Regions from separate parts of the Capra hircus genome. Here region 1 is linked to region 2. Evidence: chromatin contacts called from public Hi-C data. All regions are on one chromosome and are shown on one strand. The core of a region is the stretch at or near the end of the contact, and the rest is flanking DNA. Distances in the headings are between cores, read along the strand shown.

What was found. Hi-C and Micro-C count contacts between places; a contact is called where the count stands out from the background.
Region 1: a contact with region 2 is called in a Hi-C map of blood, with 10 times the contacts expected there. The contact joins the enhancer-like site here to the promoter of MATN1 in region 2. A contact is called at or near these places in 3 of 5 Hi-C or Micro-C datasets (all in blood).

The regions. Positions count from the first base shown.
Region 1 is chr2:13,188,002-13,192,792 of ARS1.2, forward strand. No RefSeq gene overlaps it. Among named protein-coding and RNA genes, the nearest start is that of LAPTM5, 31 kb to the left of the region's middle. Within about 2 kb of position 1,445, at least 1 of the 5 cell types and tissues checked has an H3K27ac peak or open chromatin away from gene starts, as enhancers often do.
Region 2 is chr2:13,113,993-13,119,489 of ARS1.2, forward strand. It overlaps MATN1 (cartilage matrix protein), which reads right to left and starts at 2,317. Exons shown (of 8, transcript XM_018067174.1): 1 at 2,179-2,317; 2 at 106-452. The coding sequence starts at 2,275.

The DNA.
Region 1 (4,791 bases), core at 195-2,694, 73 kb after region 2:
GATGAACAAAGCATAAATCTGCATACAATGGAATACTATTCAGCTTTTACATTTGGCATATGCTACAACATGGATTCACCTTGAAGAGATTATGCTAAGTGAAATGAGACAAATATTATATGATTCTGCTTATATGAGTTACCGCAACTAGCCAAATTCATAGAGACCGAAAGTAAAACGGTGGTTGCCAATGGCTGGGAAGGGCAGAGAATGGGGAGCTCCTGTTTTCATAGGTACTGAGCTTGAGTTTGGGGAGATGGGAATGTTCTGGAGGCAGATGGAGGTGACATCAGTGTCAATGTATTTAATGCCACTGAACCCCTACACACAAAAATGGTAAAAATGGTAAATTGTACGTTATGCACCTCTTACCCCAAAAAATCAATAAATAAGTATAAATAAAAGAGCACTTGGTACGAGATCTGAAGGATGAGCATTCCTCCAAAGAAGGGGATGGTGTCCTAGCAGAGGGAACCGTGCGAGTCCAGCCTGGGAGGCCAGGATCCTCAGGGAGTCTCAGGGCGGGGCAGAGGGAGGCTGGGGCCAGGAACTTATCCCTGAGGCCCTTGAGACTCAGTCTCCCCATCTGCAACATGGGGACGATCCACTCGCTTCACTTCACAGAGAAAAAGGATCTCTCTCAACTCCCCAAAAACAAGAGAAAAAAATCCTAAACGGGAGCTTGGTTTCTCTGAGATAGGGAGGCTGGTAATGGTGTTACATTTTGGGGTTCAGAAGCTTCCCGAAGCTTCCCGGGAGCTATAGCAACCCCATCTCCACCCATCCCCACCCCTTCTGCGGAAGGAGCAAACCGTGTTTCTCCTACAGGGGGGCCGTAACCCAGGAGGGAGGCCTTGGGGAACGGGGCCTGGACGAGCAATGTTCCAGAGTGGCCACCAGGGGGCGCACTGCACCCACAAACCCAGCGTGCCTCCCACTGCGGATGGAGAGAGAGAGGACTGTCCTGGGGGCCTTTCCTGGGCAGGAGGCTCCAAGGTCTGTTGAAAGCTGCCCCTGGGCAGGGGACACCCTGCACCATGAACTCACAGCCACGGAGATGTCCAGGTTGGAAAGGGTTTAGAAAGGGGACCTCTTTACAGAGGTGAGGAGTCCAGAGCATGGAAGGCACCTGCCGTGGTTGCAGGGCAGGGCAGAACAGGACGGGAACCCCATGGCGCTCAGCCTCCAGCACACGCCTGTTCCTTCTCTCCAGGCTCCCGGAGAGCTGGGCCCAGACAGAGGCCAGGGGCCAAGACAAAGTGGAACGGTGGGGAGAGGGGGCTAGAGCATACCCGCCATCCCCTGTCCTCCCAGGACATTGAGGCACAGAGAGGCAACGCTTGCCTGCCTCCCTCCTGAGCAGCTCAGGAACCTACGGTGGGGCCCAGCGAGCCCCCTCTACCCCTCCAAGGGGCTTCTTTGGGGATAGGGCTGTGCCTGGCCAGGCAGACCAGGCTGCTGCGGTAGCCGGCTCGAAGCCCCACAGAGAGCCATTGATTGATCTGTGGTCAGGAGGGCGCTGGGGTCAGTCTGTTACTAGTCTGCAGAGGACGGTCATCAGATGGTCATCTGATGGGTCCCCCAGGCCCTCTCTGGAGGCAGCAGGCCTGGGGAGGTGTCAGGGAGCCCCCTGGGTCTCTGCAGGGCCTTTCTCCCCTCCTCCGCATCCTGACCCCACTTCCCTCCTCCAATTGCTACTGAAAACTATACCTCCTCCCTGTGGAACAAGGCCTTGTCCTTCTAGGAACCTGTCCCAAGGAAACCGTCAGAAACAGCTGTAGTGGGGGCACCTTGGTGCGCAAGTTTGTGTAATCCTCAGAACAACTCTACAGCTTAGACACAATGAGTTCGTTCCCATTTTCCAGTGGGGGGACCCGCAGCCTGGACAAGGACGTCACATTTTACAGATGAAGAAATGAAGCTCAGAAAACAAACTGTCCTGCTATTCAAGAACCCCCCATCACTGCCCGGACCTAAAAAGTCTCTCAACTCCCCAGGCTGTAGTCAAGCCTTTCTGCGGGGACATTGAACACGTGAAGACACCTGCAAGGAGAGATCAAAATAGGGGGGCAGGAAAGAGCCCCAGTTGGCCCCATAGCACCTTTCCCAGACACCCCCTCACTGCCTTCCGCAACTCTATCGGCTGGAAAGCTAAAGTCTCGTTTTTCAAACTACCTTCCAGCCAACAGTAGCCAGGGACATGTGCTGGTCAAGGAGATCTAGGTGGGAGTCTATTCGAATAGACTTCACTTTCCAGAAAAACAAAGCCTGCCAAATTAAAGAACTTTGACCTTTCCACTGCCTTCCTGGCTGAAATGCAAATGTGAGAGCTGAAGGTCTGGCCGCCACTTTGGAACTCTGAGGGCAAAAAAAAAAAAAAAAAACGATAAAACACAAGTTAGGGACAATGGAGCACAGAGAGCCTGTTCTCTGACACTGTCACTGAGCTGCCGCATCAGCCCTAGATTTCTCATTATGTGAGAATGTTAACCCCGAGTTCTTTCAACACTACTAAGCTTTCTGTTCACTGCAGCCTATCTCAGTTTTCATTCCCATCTGATACAGAGCAGCAATGAGTAGAGGTTAAGAGTGGTCTTAAATTAGCCTATAGATTAGCAGCTGTATATTCTTGAAAAAAGCGGGCTTGTGATCTAAGAGCCTCCATCTTCTCATCTGTTCAATGGGCACAGGTATACCTACTGTATAGTGCTGTTGGAAGGACACTTGAATGCCCTCAGCCCAGGACAGAGCTTACATACACAAAGTTCAGCTGTTGTTAGGAAAGAAGCAGTGAAGAGAAACAGAGACCCTACTCTGGCTGTTCCTCTCTCAAGAAAGGACATTTGGAAATGAGATTTGACTGGAGGAGATCAGGTCCTGAGAGATCAGCAGCTCCCTGAACCCCCAGACTGCTGACTGCCCTCCCCTTCAATTAAGGGCAATGCTAGTGGACTCAGTTAGCTGACCCACTAAACAGGTGGGCTGCTTGTCAGAGAGTCAGGGCTGGCTGAACACACTGGGGATGTGAGAAGGAACTGCCCCTACACACACACACACACACACACACACACACACAGCCTTCCAAGTCTGTCCTGTATCACTCATCAGAGTCAGGCATTCCACTATTAGGGATTCACTTCTTTGGATCTAAAGGCTTGAAGGCGCTTGGTTCAGGGTATGGGTCTTTGTACAGCTCCCTGGTAACCTGGGCCAGCACCCTGTTGAAAAGTCATGGCTTTAAAGGCCACTAGTGAGGTGTGAGTGCCATGGAGCATGTCACCCTCTAAGCTGAGGTCAGCACTGGCGCCTGAGAGCAGGGAAGGGGAAGGAAAGGCACTCACACCACTGGGAGGCCATGCCTCTCATCAGACACTGCTGAGCACGCACAGCCCTCACCCTGTCAGCACAGAAATCCTGAGAAAGGAGGTTATTGTCCCCCAGATGAGGAAAAAAGCTTCAGAAAAGGTAAGGGACTTGCCTGAGGTCCCACAAGTAACATCAAATAGCTGGAACTCAAACCCAGGCCTCAGCACTCCCATCACAGCCCTGGGCTCTGATCCCGGCCCTCCCTAACTGGCTCTGAATCCTGAACAACCCCACCCCCACCCCCAGGCCTTCTGTAAAATTCAGGGGTTGAGAGTCATGATCTTGCATGAGCCCAGGAGGTCAGACACTGCCTAGGACCGAACCCCAGCCCCACCCCTTACAGGTGAACTTAGGCCCATTCCTTAATCCTGTTGTGTCTCCATTTGCTCATCTGTAAAATGGGGCTAATACCAGTTTGGCCTTCATAGAGTCACAGTGAGGATGAACTGCACTGATATCTGGAAGGTGCTTGGAGGGAAAGGGTTGTGTCTGGCATGGAGGGAAAGCCATCCTGTTTCGAGTCCTGTGTCACTCACTCACTTGGGTGGTGAGACCCCCTCCCCAGACAGGTTCCTTGGAGGGGGTGAGGCTGGCATCAGAATTGAGGCTGGCTCAGGGAGAGGGAGAAAGCACCTTCCAACTCATCACACTCTAGATAACGTGTCAGGGAAAGGTCTGCCGGAGCCCCAGGCTCCTCGCTGTTTGGCCCCTCACTGGTCCCACGAATCCCTGGGCAGATAAAGCCCAGCTCCTCACTTCCTGCCTCTCAATGAGGCCCTTTGTGCAGCGGGGATCAGAGGCCAGATCTGGCCCCACTAGGGGCCTGATCAAACTGCAGAGCCGACCTGGCACAAAGGGCCCTCACACACGGCCAGAGAGGCCCGGCTCTGCTCAGGACCCGCCCGCTGTCCCCCAACTTCCGCGGCCCGGGTGGCCGAGGGGGGCCCATGCCAGCCGCCTGCCCCACATCACAGGCAAAGGGCACAGAGGCCAAGACCCGCCGGCAGGGGGCCGGGGAGGGCCCTCGATAAGTGGGCGGCAGGAAGGGGCTCAGCGGGGGCCGCTGGGAATCAAAGCCTCCCAAAGCTCCCCATTTGGGAGCCAGAGGGCCCTGCTCTTTAAAATAAATAAATAAAGCATTCAAAGTCCTCTTGTAGCTTCTCCTCTGGACTCAATGCCAGCTGCTTCCCAGCCGCACAAAGCTCTGCCCACTGCTGCCTCCCCCACCACTAACCTCCTCCTCTTCTCCAAACCCACTGGCCCCTCCCCACCCCCCCAAACCCCCGCACCCGGCCCACAATCCGACCTGGCCCCAGCCTCTCCCTCTCTCCCTCTGCCCGTGGCACTTCCCTCCACCAGCTCCCCATCCCTCGTCCTCAGTTTCCACTAAGGCTTTGCTCAAAGATACATTCCTGGACCCCTGAC
Region 2 (5,497 bases), core at 1,067-3,566:
GGCCTGGTACAGTCTCCTCCCCTCCTGAGGCCAAGGCTTCTGGCCCTGAAAACCTAGCTGTATCTTTTCTTTGCTGTCGGCTGCCACGTTCCTGTGAGCCCGTACCTTGCTAATGTCGGGAGACCTGGGGCGACCACCCTCTGCATCGCTTAAGGCCTTGGTGATGGCAAACTGGATGGCCAGACCCGTCATGGTGCCCGTGGACAGCGGCTGGATGCGGCGCACGGCCTGCAGCAGCTCAGCCTTGGAGCTGTGGGCCCGCAGCGGGAACTCCTGCTTCACGGAGCTGGCGTAGTTGACCAGGCCCACGCGGGTGGCATTGGGCCCCACATCCAGTGACTCGATGACCTGGGACAGGAACACCTTCACTTTCTCAAACTCCACGGGCCGCACGCTGCGTGAGCTGTCAACGACGAACACCAGGTCGGTGGGCCGGGTCCGGCAGAGGTGCCCTGGGAGGGGGCAGAGGTCAGGAGGATAGAGCGGAAATACTTAAGACAAAGGAACAGGGCACCAGGGCCTACTTAGGTCTAGACCTGAGGCCTCAGGCAGAGTAGACCAGACATGAATCAGCCTGGCTGGGTGCTGCTGTCAGTATGGGGACACCCAGGCAAGCAACTTGCCAGAGGCCCCCAGCTCAGCCCATAGGAAAGACAGAGGTTCAAATGGCACCTTCACCTCTCTGAGCCTCAGTTTCCTGTCTGTACAATAGGCAGGCGATCCCTTCCTTACAGAAACCTTTGAGGACAAGCAAAAATATGTGTAAGGTGCCAGCTCAAGGTTGGGCATGTAGGGTTCTCAGAGGCAGCAAAGGAGAAGACAGCCTTCACATCTCAGGTTTCAGCCCAGAGTGTAAGCAAGGGATTCTCTTTGCCCTGCCTGGGCAGGAGGGAACTGAGGGTCAGCCTTCTAGCGGGCACAGCCTTAAAAACCAATGCAGCATCCGTCAACATGGGCTCTTTCATCTGAGCGTCAAAGAGAATCAGCAAAGTGCACCCAGTTTGCCCCAATCCCGCAGAGCCTGCTGGCTGGTATTTAAGAGCAGGAAAAATAGCAGGAGTTCCTCGCGGCCACCTTGGCAGTCTGACCAAGTGGGGCCCCAAGACACACCCCCAGGGAGCGACGTCTTTCCAGACAGCCTGGGAGGCAGCACCATGAGCTGGGAGGGACACCGAGCCCAAGTGAGGTAGACGGAGTCCGAGTCCCAGCTCTGTGGCCTTGGGCAGATCGTGGCAGCTTTGAAGCTTCACTTTTCTCATCTGCCTGGAGGGGAGGACAGGCTTAATGCTTGATGCTATCACTGGCCTGGCCCTGCAGCCCGTACAGAAGTCTGCACTCTGTCGCGCGCTAAATCTGGGCTACTCCCAAGCAGGGATGCGGGAAGAGTCAAGAAAGACAAGGTGTGTAGACAGTCCTATCTCCCAGCCATGGTGCCCCAGGCCCGGACATCAGAGGTCCTCAAGGGGCCTCAGAAATCACCTTGCAGCTTGGCTTCCTGGTCCCCACTTAGCTGAGGCTACAGATGGGTAAACTGAGGCCCAGAGATGGAGAGGGCATTGGCCACACCATGGGACAGTGGACCAGGAGCCACGAGGTTCTGAGGCTTGCTCACTCACTGTGTGGTTTTAGACAGGTCCTCCCCTCTCTGGCCTCAGTTTCCCCATCTGCACAGGAGGAGCTGGGCATGCTAGGACTCTGTCTTCACAGCTGAAACTCAGAGTGGTACAGCTCATGAAGAGCCCAGTCCAGAATATGCTGGAAGGGCTGGTGGAAGGGGGAATGTCATCTTGCACCCCCCCCCCCCAACCAGATCTGCAGTCATCAGAGAGTCGTGAGCTCAGCCCTGGGCCTGGTTGCAGCCCCAGGTGACAGAAGGCTGTGCCATCAGTGACCCAGAAGACCAAGGTCACTGCAGGATGCCTGGTCCCTGAGGACAGCCTGGGAGCTGTGAAGCCCAGAGACAGGCTCAGAGAAGCTGTCTCATGCCATGCCCCCTCCCCACAGAACAGTCAGGGTCAGCCCACCCTGGTCCCTGTGTTTGTCACCATCTCTGTCTGCTCCTGGGTCGGCCCTGTGGGGCACCCCTGCCTGCCCCCCAACCCCGCCCATGCTAGATACCATTTAGCCTCTGTCTGTCTCAGTGCCGGGTATCCCCCACCTCACATGCGGCCCCCTCACCTCTGGACAGGGGGGCGAGGCCAGGGGCGCATGGGGCCTGGGACAGCAGCAGCAGCAGGCCGCAGAGCACGAGGCGGGGGCCGCTGAGCGCCCTCATGGTTCTGGCACGCGGGCAGTAGCAGCACAGTTGTGGGGGCCAGTGGGGGCCAGGTCTTATCAACCTCGCTGCCTGCTGGCCCTGCCTCCCAGTCAGGCGGGCCCCCCACTAACGTGGGGTCAGCCCCCTTGGAGGGCGGGGCCAGGCTGAATGGAGGTGTGTGTGCCAGGGAGGGAGGGAAGGAGTCTCCCCGCCTGGGCTCCAGAGGCCCCTCCGACCACAAGGGCTCCTTTGCCTGCAGAAGCTACAGCTGGAATCCAGGAAATATCAGGTGGGTGGAGGGAGGCTCCTCTGGGGCCCAGAGCCTGCACTGGCCCGAAGCTGCCAGACTGAGCCCAGGTAAACCTGAGTCCAACAGCCTCACAGCCCAGCCCTGCCCGGCGCCCCCACCCACGCCAGCACTTCTCCCACCTCCAACTCCAGCCCCAGTTTCCCACCTCCAGCCTTGGCTGTCCTGCCTGCTGGCTCTCCACACACATCCTGCTCTCCATCCACGCCTGGATCTGAGTGCTCCTCAAGCCTTTGTCCACACAGGACCATCTGCCCATGTTGCCCCCGTCCTCCTGATCACTCTCTGCCTAACAATCTTTCAGAGTCATGTCGGAGCCAACAGGTACACGAGCCCCTCGTAGGAGCAGGGCGAGCTTCTGTGGTGGCTCAAATGGTAAAGGATTTGCTTACAATGCAGGAGACCTGGGTTCAATCCCTGGGTTGGGAAGACGCCCTAGCGAGGATGGGACAACCCACTCCAGTATTCTTGCCTGGAGAATCCCCATGGACAGAGGAGCCTGGTGGGCTATACAGTCTATGGGGTTGCAAAGAGTCAGAGACGACTGATCGACTGAGCACAGCACACTAGGAGCAAGGCAGTAGGGAAGACGGTTGAGAGCACAGACTTAGGGGCCAGATGACCTGGGTGTGCTCTCTACTTGCTGTGTGACTGTGAGCAGGTTGCTTCACCTCTCTGTGCCTCACCTGAAAGGTGGGGATGCTAATGGTGCCCACCTCCCAGGGCGAGCAGTCTTATATGAACCATCTCATCGAATTCTCTGGATAACCCTTTGAGGCACCCAGTACTATTGCCCCCACTTCCCAGATGAGGAACTGAAAACCAGAGTTTTGAAGTAACTTGTCTTAAGTGCAGCTGAGTGTCGATGCCAGAAGAGGGCCCCAGGCCAGAGCTCTCAGGCACCCTGCTTGCATGGGGGAAGCCTGGTGGAGGTGCCTTCTCCATGCCCACCTCTCTCCCCGCTCCCCCGGGTTAGGACCCCTTCCCTGTGCTTCTGTACCTTGTCCGTCTCACCCGTGAGTGGATAAGTGTCTGGTTGATTCATCTCTGCATCCGGGCCCAGTCCAGGGTCTGCACAGACAAGGCAAAACTAAAGGGTTATAAATAAAGGGATATAACCAGGAAGGGTCCCCATCATTGCATCTAGGTCCAGTTCAGTTCAGTCACTCAGTCATGTTTGACTCTTTGGGACACCATACACTGTAGCACACCAGGCCTCCCTGTCCATCACCAACTCCCAGAGCTTGCTCAAACTCATGTCCATTGAGTCTATGATGCCGTCCAACCATCTCATCCTCTGTCACCCCCTTCTCCTCCTGCCTTCAATCTTTCCCAGCATCTAAGGAGTCAGTTCTTCACATCAGGTAGACAAAGTATTAGAGTTTCAGCTTCAGCATCAGTCCTTCCAGTGAATATTCAGGATTGATTTCTTTTAGGATTGACTGGTTTGATCTTCTTGCAGTCCAAGGGACTCTCAAGAGCCTTCTTCAACACCACAGTTCAAAAGCGTCAATTCTTTGGTGCTCAGCTTTCTTTACGGTCCAACTCTCACGTCCATACATAACTGCTGTCTGTAAAGTAATGTCTCTGCTTTTTAATATGCTGTCTAGGTTTGTCATAGCTTTTCTTCCAAGGAGCAAGCATCTTTTAATTTCATGGCTGCAGTCACCATCTGCAGGGATTTTGGAGCCCCAAAAAGTAGCCTGTCACTGTTTCCTGTCATTGTTTCCCCTTCCATTTGCCATGAAGTGATGGGACCAGATGCCCTGATCTTCATTTTCTGAATGTTGAGTTTTAAGCCAGCTTTTTCACTCTCCTGTTTGACTTTCATCAAGAGGTTCTTTAGTTCCTCTTCACTGTCATAAGGGTGGTGTCATCTGCAGGTCCAGTAGTTGATGAGATAAAGAGAGCATGGGCTTGACCATCTGAGCGACCCAGGTTCAAATTCGCTTCTGCTGCTCATCAGCTGTGTGACTTGTAGCTGGTGACTTAGCTTCCCTGAGCCTCAGCTTGTCACTATGCAAGATGACAAGGGAATACTAACTCTTGGCTTGCCTGCCTCACTGGGACCGTGTGAGAAGTCAGTGAGAGGATAGAAGTGGAGATTGCAGGGCTGAAGGATTATCATCTTTGGGGAGGGAAAGCTACCAATACTTAAGACCTGTGATTTCACTCTATATAAATTACACCTCCATAAAAAGAAATCTACGGACATTTTTTTAAAATGATTGCCAGGCACAGCTGATCCAACCAACATTGTCACCACCTTCAGGAATAATGAAGGTAACAGTCCCTTGTACGTGTGACGTGGCACACTCACTCACTACGTCACTCTGCGTCTTTTGTTCCCCCAGCAAACCTGTGAGGACAGCAGGCCCAACTCTGTTAGCCCATTTGTCAGGTGAGGAAACAGGCGCAGAGAGGTTCTTGACCAGCCTCTTTAGAGACAGAGCCGAGCTTAGAAATCAGGTCTCATTCCCTTTTGCCCCTGTTTTAGAGAATGAGGAAGTTAAATGACTTTTCATTTTAGTTTCATTTTTTCACAATTCACCACCTCCTGCAATCAGTTGACGCTGACTTCTTGTCTCTCTGCAGCTTATAAATCTGCTTCCATCCTCCCGAGATGCCACAGGGCATGGTCATTGTGGCCCATATCACTTCCCAAAATTGTGTTATGAATGTAGGACTTGGTCCCCCACTGCCACCCCAACCCTGCTCCAGAGGATATCAGCTCCCTGCCTGCGGGGGTCTTATCTGTCACCAGTGGCCTCCCCAGGCCTGGCCTGGTGCCTGTCACAGGTCTCTGGTGAGCAAATGGAGACAGGAATGAAAAGAAGGAACTGGTGAAGAACTGGGTCTATTCCCATGTTAACCAGCAAAGGTCAGACAGGCTGGGCGATGGTGACCGATCGCGAGTGTCCCCCACCACTCTC